Regions from separate parts of the Mus musculus genome. Here region 2 is linked to region 1. Evidence: chromatin contacts called from public HiChIP or PLAC-seq data. All regions are on one chromosome and are shown on one strand. Each heading gives the region's core, a stretch centred on a gene start, on an enhancer-like site or on the middle of the called end of the contact. The rest is flanking DNA. Distances are from core to core; before and after follow the strand shown. Region 1 has its middle 26 kb from the start of Nfic. Region 2 holds the start of Gna11 (guanine nucleotide binding protein, alpha 11).

Evidence for each region. HiChIP or PLAC-seq counts read pairs in DNA pulled down with a chosen protein or histone mark.
Region 2: an HNF4G HiChIP or PLAC-seq map of pancreatic cancer cells shows a contact between it and region 1. The contact joins the promoter of Gna11 here to the enhancer-like site in region 1. A contact is called at or near these places in 7 of 39 promoter capture datasets (the C10 cell line, the HPC-7 cell line, embryonic stem cells and 4 more), 16 of 484 Hi-C or Micro-C datasets (B cells, the Ba/F3 cell line, the N1E-115 cell line and 5 more), 8 of 115 datasets of contacts at active chromatin or transcription factors (the 230-238 cell line, CD8 T cells, the SCID.adh cell line and 3 more) and 3 of 9 other capture datasets (adipose tissue, liver and pancreatic islet).

The regions. Positions count from the first base shown.
Region 1 is chr10:81,450,667-81,455,178 of GRCm38.p6, reverse strand. No RefSeq gene overlaps it. Among named protein-coding and RNA genes, the nearest start is that of Nfic, 26 kb to the right of the region's middle. Within about 2 kb of position 2,213, at least 11 of the 459 cell types and tissues checked have an H3K27ac peak or open chromatin away from gene starts, as enhancers often do. A contact at or near this core is called in pancreatic cancer cells, where this site is marked.
Region 2 is chr10:81,542,766-81,547,277 of GRCm38.p6, reverse strand. Gna11 (guanine nucleotide binding protein, alpha 11) reads left to right here and starts at 2,116. Exons shown (of 7, transcript NM_010301.4): 1 at 2,116-2,486. The coding sequence starts at 2,351.

The DNA.
Region 1 (4,512 bases), core at 964-3,463:
CTAGGAATTCTTCTGGAAGCTTCTGGGATGAGTGTTGGGGGGTGGGCTTGGCTATGAGAGGGCAGCCTCGATCTCATGTCTTAGGCATCCAGTTGCCCAAGAGCCATTTGGTTGCTCTCCATGTCTCTCGAATAACCTCCATGCAGTTCCGGGTCACACACTGCTGTGTGTCCTTGCACTGTGTCTCACCCTCTCTGGATCACAGGTTTAGAGGGGAGCGATGAGATCTGTAGCTGGAACTTGTGGGGTGTCTTGAATTCTGCTCTGAAGGTCCCAGGGATAATTGGGTCTTGAAGTGGAATAATGGGCCTGGTTGTGGATGGCGACCCCTAGTAGCCACTGATGTGTGACCCAGCCAGCCAGGCAGTTTCCCTGAGATATGCAGAGAATCTGCAGCAACAGGCATCCCTGTGGAGCAGGCCACAGCCCTGTCTGTTCTTCTGTGCTCAGTCAGCATTTATTGAGCACCTACTGTGTTCCACAGTCTGTCCCCAGTTCTTTTGACTAGAACTCTGGGGGGGGGGGAATTAAATTAATGATATGTAATAGATGAAAAATAGAGCGGAAGAAGGCAGGGAACCACAGTGGGGGAGAGCTGGGGTGGTGGAAGGCAGGGGACCACAGAGGCAGGGAGCCAGGGTGGCCTCCTGAGGAGGGGAGATCTGAGTAAAGATGAGTGGATGATGGAATTTATCAGAAGAGTTACAAAGTAACTGTGCAGAATGCACAACCAGAACCGAACCAAAGTCCCTGGGGCAGGGACACAGCTGTGCAAAGGCCCTGGGGCAGGATGCAGTAATGGAGGAGAACACCATGACTGGGCAGAGGGAAGAAGGCTACAGGACTGTAACTTCGGGGAGGACTTGGGCTGTAACCCTGAGGGAAGTGGGAGATGGAAGTGATGGTAGAGCTGGGACTCACACTGGATCTTTTTGAAAGTCCCCTGGGTTCTGAGGGAGGATGCCCAGCTGGCAATGACATGGCATATGGGGAGGAGGGGGTTCTGATGAAGGAAGTGGGGTGTTTTCAGACCATGAATGGGTGGGAGAAGCCCAGCCCCAGCCCCAAATGAAAGAGGCAAGTGGATTTCTGTGAGCTTGGGGCTAGCCTGGTCTTGAGACAGTTCAGGACAGCCTGAGCTACACAATGAGGCCCTGTCTCAAAACAAAACAAAACAAAACACACAACAACAACAACAAAAACCAATATTTTTTTGGAGGTGGCTGGAGCGTGGGTAGTGAAGCATTTCCCCCAGCGTGTGCAAAGGCCCTAGAGTCACTGTAAAGAATAAAACAGGGACTGGAGAGATGGCTAAGTGGTTAAGAGCACTGATTGCTCTTCCAGAAGTCCTGAATTCAATTCCCAGCAACCACATGGTGGCTCACAACCATCTGTAATGGGATCTGATACCCTCTTCTGGTGTGTGTCTAAAGACAGCTACATATAAATAATAATATGTACTCATATAAATAAAAATAAATAAATCATTAAAAAACAAAAACAAACTTGGGAGGCAGAGACAGGCGGATTTCTGAATTCGAGACCAGCCTGGTCTACAAAGTGAGTTCCAGGACAGCCAGGACTACACAGAGAAACCCTGTCTCAAAACAAACAAGCAAACAAACAAACAAACAAACACAAACACAAACAAAAAACCAGAACTTCACGGAGAACAAGTGTGTGTCCAGCCAGAGAAAGGGGATTCAGCCCAGCGACAACCAGCATTCTTGTGTGTGCATTCCCTTGCAAGCCAGAGTGCCTGTGGAGGCTGGGGGCAGAGTTGACCCTTGGGGTTCGCCCTCCACTATCCACACATTACCTGCGAGGCAGGACCTCTGTTGCCTGGACCTCGCTGATTGGCCGTCGGGTCCTCCTGTCCCTGCCACCTCCCTTATTATTGACAGGAGCTGTGAGACTCGCAAACCTCCTCTGCGCAGCGCTGCGGGCCCTTCACTGACCTAGGATCTCTCTGGCGTCCAAGAAGTTTTACTAACTGCGCTTTACACGTGCGGCGACAGAAAGGGGAGGCGGTGACAGGCCACACTGTCCATGGTCCTAATGATTTGTTCAAGAACAATCCTGGCGGACTTTCCCTGCCTCAGTTTCCTCATCCACTAGAGTGGGGGTTGGGTGGGTGACGCGGTCTCTGTGAAGGGCTCTCCACCGGGTGACTCAGGAACTGTGTAACAGTTGCAGAAACCAGGCAGGAGGGATTGTGGTTAAATTCCAGAAGGACTTCCGCGGCGGCCGCCTTGATTGGGCACCGATTATGTGTCCTGGTGAAGCGGAGCGCCCGACGGATGAGTAGGGAGACAGAGTGGAGGAAGGAAGCTTTGGAAAAAGAGAGCCACCGGACAGAGGCTGCAAAGGCCCCAGGGCAGGATGGAGCCTGGCACCGGGAAGGAGCTGGGAGGAGACCCGAGAGGCTGCAGCACACGCATCCTGGGGCAGAGACAGAGGTTTTAGCAGGAGGCACTGAATTAGTTGTAGGGAGCACTGCAGGGGCAGGGAGCCATGGAGGACGGCAGACAGGTGGTGTTCCCTAGTTACCAAGTGGGTGCTTGCGCCTTCCGCTGCTGCCCTGCACCGCCCACCACTCCTGCGCCAAACTGGAGTGCAGGGTCCCTGGTCGCTGTCTCCCCAGCCCGCGCCCGCCAGGCCGCCGCCCACTCTGCCCACATCTGAGGCTCCGCGGAGCCGGACAGTCTGCTGCAAACCACGGAATGTTCCCCAGAGCGCCCGGCGGGATGTTGGGGGACAGAGGGAGGCGGGAGACCCAGTTGAAAGACAGAGCAGGGCCAAGCTGGGGCCATGGGGGCAGCGTTGACACCCACAGCCCCAGAGGCTAGGCACGGAGGATTCCATCCCTCAACATGCGGGAAAACATGGAAATGGAGTGGTGGATAGCTCACTGTCCTCGAGGAAAGAGCAGGAGACAGGGATTTGAACACAGGCCTTTGGGGGGACAGAAGAAGCTGGAAGTGTTGACTAAGCAGGGGTAGAGACCATCCAGCTAGTGTTGGGATCCTTTACATGAGGCAAGAAGACAATTGTCTAACTTAGAAGGCGAGCGAACCTTATAAGCCAACAGGGAACAGCATATCACCCACCGCAGCATCCAGCCAGCCATCTAGGGATGGGTGGGTGGAGTATGTATGGATGGATGTATGGATGGATGGATGGATGGATAGATGAGTGGATGGATGGATGGATGGGTGGGTGGGTGGGTGGGTGGGTGGATGGATGGATTGAATGAATAGGTGGGTGGATGGATGGATGGATGATGGATAGATAGATGGATGGATGCATGGGTGATATGCTGTTCCCTGTTGGCTTATAGGATTTGCTCACCTTGTAAGTTAGACATTTTCTTTTAGATGTTTCATGTAAAGAATCCCAATGCTAGCTGGGTGGTGGTGGCATATCCCTTTAATCTCAGTGTTTGGGAGGCAGAGATAGGCAGATCTTTGAGTTCAAGGTCAACTTTATCTACATATCAAGTTCCAGGGTAGCCACCGTTACATGGAGAGACCCCGTCTGGGAAAGAAAAATATTTTTCAGGAAAAAGGGAATCAGCTCAGTCGGTCCTTGTCAAGAGGTTGCCAGGCAGACCCTGGAGTTCTGCCCCAGGCCCCACATGCTGGAAGGACAGGAGGTGTCCTGTGACGGTCCTGTGGCAGCAGCAGTGACAGATGAATTTCACAATAGCAGCCGTGCCTAGATTGCTCCTGCTTCTCGTACCATGGATGTATGATCCAGCTCAGTGTGCAGCAAAGGCTCCACCTGATTCCAGCTCTACTTCTCCCAGCTCCCTCCTACTCCCTCTGCCTGCTGTGGGCACTCTCTGGGGTGACTGCCCCCCACACACTGGGCTTGAGACCCACCACAGAGAAAACAGTGGAAAATTAAATGCTGTCTGTGTGCTCAGGAGCAGCCGCCCCAGCCCATCTCCTAATGACCCGTTCCTGGGATTGTTCCCAGCTGGCGCAGCTGGGGTAAGGGCTCCCCCCCCCCAATGCCACCCAATTTGAGGGGCACAGGCGTTGCATCTGGAGGATGCAGGTGATGCAGCCTGTGGCCTCTGGGGAGTCAGAGGCGGGGATGTTGTCAGGGGTCTGAGGATAGACCCACTTGGGCTCTGTGTTTGTGGTTCCATCCAGTAGACTCTGCTCACACTGCCCCTACAGTCATGGTGCCATGTGGCCTCCAAGCTATGACCCCTGTGCCTTGTGTCCAGGTGAGGTGTAGAGTCAGCTCCTCAGGGGACCCTTCCTGTGCCGAGCTTGGAGAAAGAAATATCTAGGTTGTTGAGGAGCCCATATCTGTCTCCGTGGGCAGAGCACCTCGTGGTCATAGTGTCATCCCAAAGCCCAGGGGGCAGGGGCACGTCATCCTTGGCTACATACTGACTTCCAAGCCAACCTGGGCTACAAGACACTCATGTCCCAAATTGGGAGCTCCTGGATCCATGGGTGGAGGCCACAGACTAAGCTGAGCTCAGGATGCCCAAAC
Region 2 (4,512 bases), core at 867-3,366, 92 kb before region 1:
CCGGTGTGTGCAGCCATCAGTGGGTGTTGTGTTTGAACTCAGGTCCTCATGCTTGCCTAGAAAGTCCTCTTAGGAGCGGAGTACTCCCCTCAGCTCCACCCTGCTGCCCCTTTTGACAGGGTTTCTCTGTGTGCCCCTGGCTGTCCTGAAACTCACTCTGTAGACCAGACCACCTTGAACCTCACGAGAGATCCAACTGCCTCTGCCTCCAAGGTGCTGGAATTAAAGGCGTGCGCCAAGGCCTGGCTGCTTGGAACCCTTTTTTGCCGACAATTTACCAGGTGATGATCCCTAACCCATGAATCCAAACAGAACAGCTCACAGGGGCTGGAGGGTAGTATGGCCCAGTGGTACCGTACTTGCTGTTCCTGCAGAGGACCCAGGTTTGGTTCCCAGTATCCACTGGGGGTTCACAGCCACCTGTAACTCCAGCTCCAGAGATGTGACACCCTCACAGGCAAGGAAAACATCAGTGCATGTAAAATAAGATTAAATTATTTTAAGAAAAGGAAACTATGTATGCACACAAAGATAAATGTGAACAGGCATCATGGCATATGCCTGTCATTCCAGCACTGGGATGGTCAAGGCTCAAGGGGTTGCGCCTATGAGCTGCAAGAGGAACTTTGACCACATTGGGCCACCCGGGAGCCCCTTGTCTGGGCCATGAACTCCTGGGGTGGGGACAGAGGCCCTGATAGGAGAGTTTCAGAGGAATAATCTCCCCACAACCCCAATCAGCTAGTAAATGAAGACTTTGACCCTCCCCTTGCCGTCTTATCTCAAGGCTGGGCAATCAGGCAGGGACTGGGACAGGAACGCATGCAGCACAGGCCTGACTTTCAAGTTCTTTGTAGTCTCTTATTATTGACACATGCCCTGATTGAGTGCTGACTGGGTACGCATGCCTCTTTCTGGAAGGTAGAAAACACTTCTCAGGTTTGTGAGTTAGTTTACACTTGGGGGACTCAGATTGACCCACCAACAGGGAACTTACCTGCCTGGTACATGCGGGGGGCGGGGGTGGGGTGGGTTCCACTCCAGCACATGCAAACCACATTCATGGGCGTTCACATGCACAACAACAGCGTAAATTGGTGCTTGGTATACAGCAGGCAGACTGTTAATAATGCTTATTCTTCACCTGCCAGTAAGCCTGGTTGACAGTATATATGTATGTATGTGTGTGTGTGTGTGCGTGTGTATATATATACACACATATACATATATACATATATGTGTATGTATATATACACACATATGTACATATACACACATATATGACATATGTATATATGTATATATATATATATACACACACATATATATATGAAATCAGGCAGCATATTAATAGGAGGTACTGTGCTGCATCAGCACATAGTACACAGTAGGAGCTATATACAATATGTGGTATACGGCAGGCACAGCATTCATATTTGGCATACGTTGTATATGTGAAAAACACTTGGTTTGTATACCCTATATTGAATGTGGCAGTTACATATGCGTGTTTCCTTAAGGCTTGGTATACAGTAGATGTGATATTAATGCCTGAGCTACCACAGGCTGCCGCATCAGTGTATACTCTACAGCAAGCATTGTGTTCATACTTGTGACCTGTGTGGTATTTAACGAGTGCTGCATGAATGTACTGTACACAGTAGGGCATGAATTTCTGCCTGGCACACGATAGGCCTGCTTAGGAATGGATGAGCGAGCCGGTCAGGGCGTTTTCTCACATCCGCAGGCGGTGACGGCCTCGCTCCAGAGAACTGCAGCCTCTCTCTTGGCGCTCTCAGCACAGCCTCGGGGAGCCGAGAGAAGCCGAGCGCAGCCGAGCGGCGCCTGCCCGAGCCGAGAGGAGCCGAGTGTAGCCGAGCGGCGCCTCCCCGAGCCGAGCCTCGCTTCGCCTCCCGAAAGGAACCGAGCTCGGGCTTCCGAGTCCTCCCCATTCCCACAATCCTCGGCGTCCGCGCCCAGCCGCGAACCGTTCAACCCCTTCCCACGTCGACGCAACCCCACGCGCGCTTGCGCTGCGCCCTCCAGACCCCGCCCCCGAGCGGCGAGGCCCCGCCCCCAGGCGATCCTAAAGTCCTGTCCCTGCGGCGCGCGCGCGCGCGCAGCCGTGCGGCCCCTCCCATTGGCCGCGCCGCCTGCCCGTCCCGGGGCCCGTGGCAGCGCTTCAGGTCCTCGGGCGCCGGCGCTCGGTGGCGACGGCTGCGGGTAGCGGCGGCGGCGGCGGCTGCGCTGCACGGCGCGGACGGTGGACGCGCCTCTGGGGCCGGGCCGTGGCCTTCGGGGAACCGGGAAGAGGTAGGGCCGGGCCGGCGGCAGCCGGAGGACCGCGACGATGACTCTGGAGTCCATGATGGCGTGTTGCCTGAGCGACGAGGTGAAGGAGTCGAAGCGCATCAACGCGGAGATCGAGAAACAGCTGCGGCGGGACAAGCGCGACGCCCGGCGCGAGCTCAAGCTGCTGCTACTTGGTGAGCTGCGTGCCCGTGCCGTGGGACCTCTGTCACGGGGACCGGGTGGGTGCACGGGGCATCCGGGCCTTGCCGGGGTCTCCGCGCGCGCAGGGTGCTGCAGCCGCCGCGGTCTCTGGTCCCCGGCGAGTAGCGCGCGGTGACAGTCGGGTGCGACCCCTTCAGACCGCTGCCCACGGCCTGTCGGGCCACCTCGGATGTCCTCGGGGCAACTAGTCAGCGCTGCCCTGCAGCGGTCAGCCCTTCCGGGATCGCTGCACCCTGAGCAGTGCAGGTGGCTTGGGCCTGTGGTGGCCAGCTTCTCCCGTGTGGTCCCCTGGGCTCAGCCTGTGCGACCCTTTGTGGCCAGCCTTTCTGTTATCCAGGCCTTAGATTCATTCGGGGTCAGCCTCCTGCCTCTGATATCTGTGGTGAGATTTTGCATCTGCTGGCCACATTGGGCCCCAGGACCCTGGGAGACTTGCTTTCTGTCGCTCCTGAGAATTCTTGCACGGAGGTGGCCCTTGGCCCTGCCGCACCAAGTAGGCTCTCTCCTTTCCATTGTCCCCACATAGCCTCCGGTGAGCCCTGTAAGCTGTCTTGCTCTCATGATGCCCCTTTGGATTACAGACTCCCCAAGACAGTTCCCAAAGGGTTGCACCCTCCTCTCTACCTCCAAGGACTATACACCCAAATGGTCCTGCTTTGCTTCTGGCTTGTTGCTTTCGTGGGTACTCCTCAGTCTCCCTCTCTTTTCCATAGATCCTCTGAATTCCTCCACATTGGAGTGGGTGGCTTTTCTTCTTTGGGCTTCTGTTGTGCCGGAACCCAGTAGGTTGACAGCAGTCAGCCTTGCAGCCTCCCTGGCCCTGTCCTGCCTCCTGGGGGTCCAGTCTTGTCCTCTCCACACCCCACCCACCCCAGGGAAGCTCAATGTGTGTCTGTCACTTCCTGGGGTTCTGACTCCTCAAGGCCCACCTGTTGCTGGGAGCCAGGGAGCCCAGGTCCTCTTGTTGTCACCCCAAATAAGAGCCCAAAATGAGGACAGGGTAGCCTGGGCCCTGTGGGGGTTTACAAAACAGACTGGGGAGCTCTGCCTGCCCCTCCCAGATCCCAGATGAGCTACATGCAGTTCAAGAATGGGGACCCAGGACAAAGGGTGGCCTTGGAGAACCTGAGGAAAGGACTGTGGGGAGCCTTTGACTAGGAGGGGTGGAGGGCAGTGATACTCCAATTGTCCCATGAGAGATGTCAGGTAGGAGTACACGCTGTCTTCTGTTGCTGTGGCCTGTGTGGTTCTCAGGGTCATGGAGCCTTGGTTACTTTTCTCCAGCATGGTGGGATTCCCTCAAAGCTCTATGCAGCTTTCCAGGAAGGATGGGATAAGAAGAGGACAGAGCAGCCCAGAGCAAACAGCAGTGGCCCCAGGGTAGTCATATGGGGGCCACAGTATGGCCCTAGCCCACCTCTGCAGGGGGTCAGCAGCTGCCAGGTAAAGATGACATTGGTTGGCTGAGCCCAATAGTGTGTCATCCCAGCTCTGTCCTGTCCCCAAAGCTGGCCTTGAAGTCCCCTCGGATTCAGGAGTGCTCCCTGGCCCTCTGTGCTATGGCCTGGCTAAGCTGACCAGCAGCTGAAGGACTCTGCATTGACCTGCACACAGCACCTTGCCTCTACCCAAGGCAATTTGGTTCTTAACTGCCACCTGTGCCCTCAGGGCACCTGTGTCTGCAGTCACACCCTTCCCACAGAAGGGTCCTGCGCCCGTTGTAGAGTCTGGGATTTGCTTTACAAGAGCAGAAGGGTAAAGGGAGGACGGGAGTGAGCATTGGGCACTGCTCAGGGTCTTGCTGTGAGGGCTTCCCGGAGGAGGTGACCATGACCTTGGTTCTCTAGCAGTCTCTTTGTCCCAGGTATTGGGGGTGGGGGTTCGGTGAGACCTGCTCCACCCTCCTGCAGGCTGCCTCATTGATTGGCTGTCCCTGATTTTACATCAGCTGTCTGGAGGGTGGAGACCCTGTGCCCTACCGCCTGAGGTGGAAGCAGG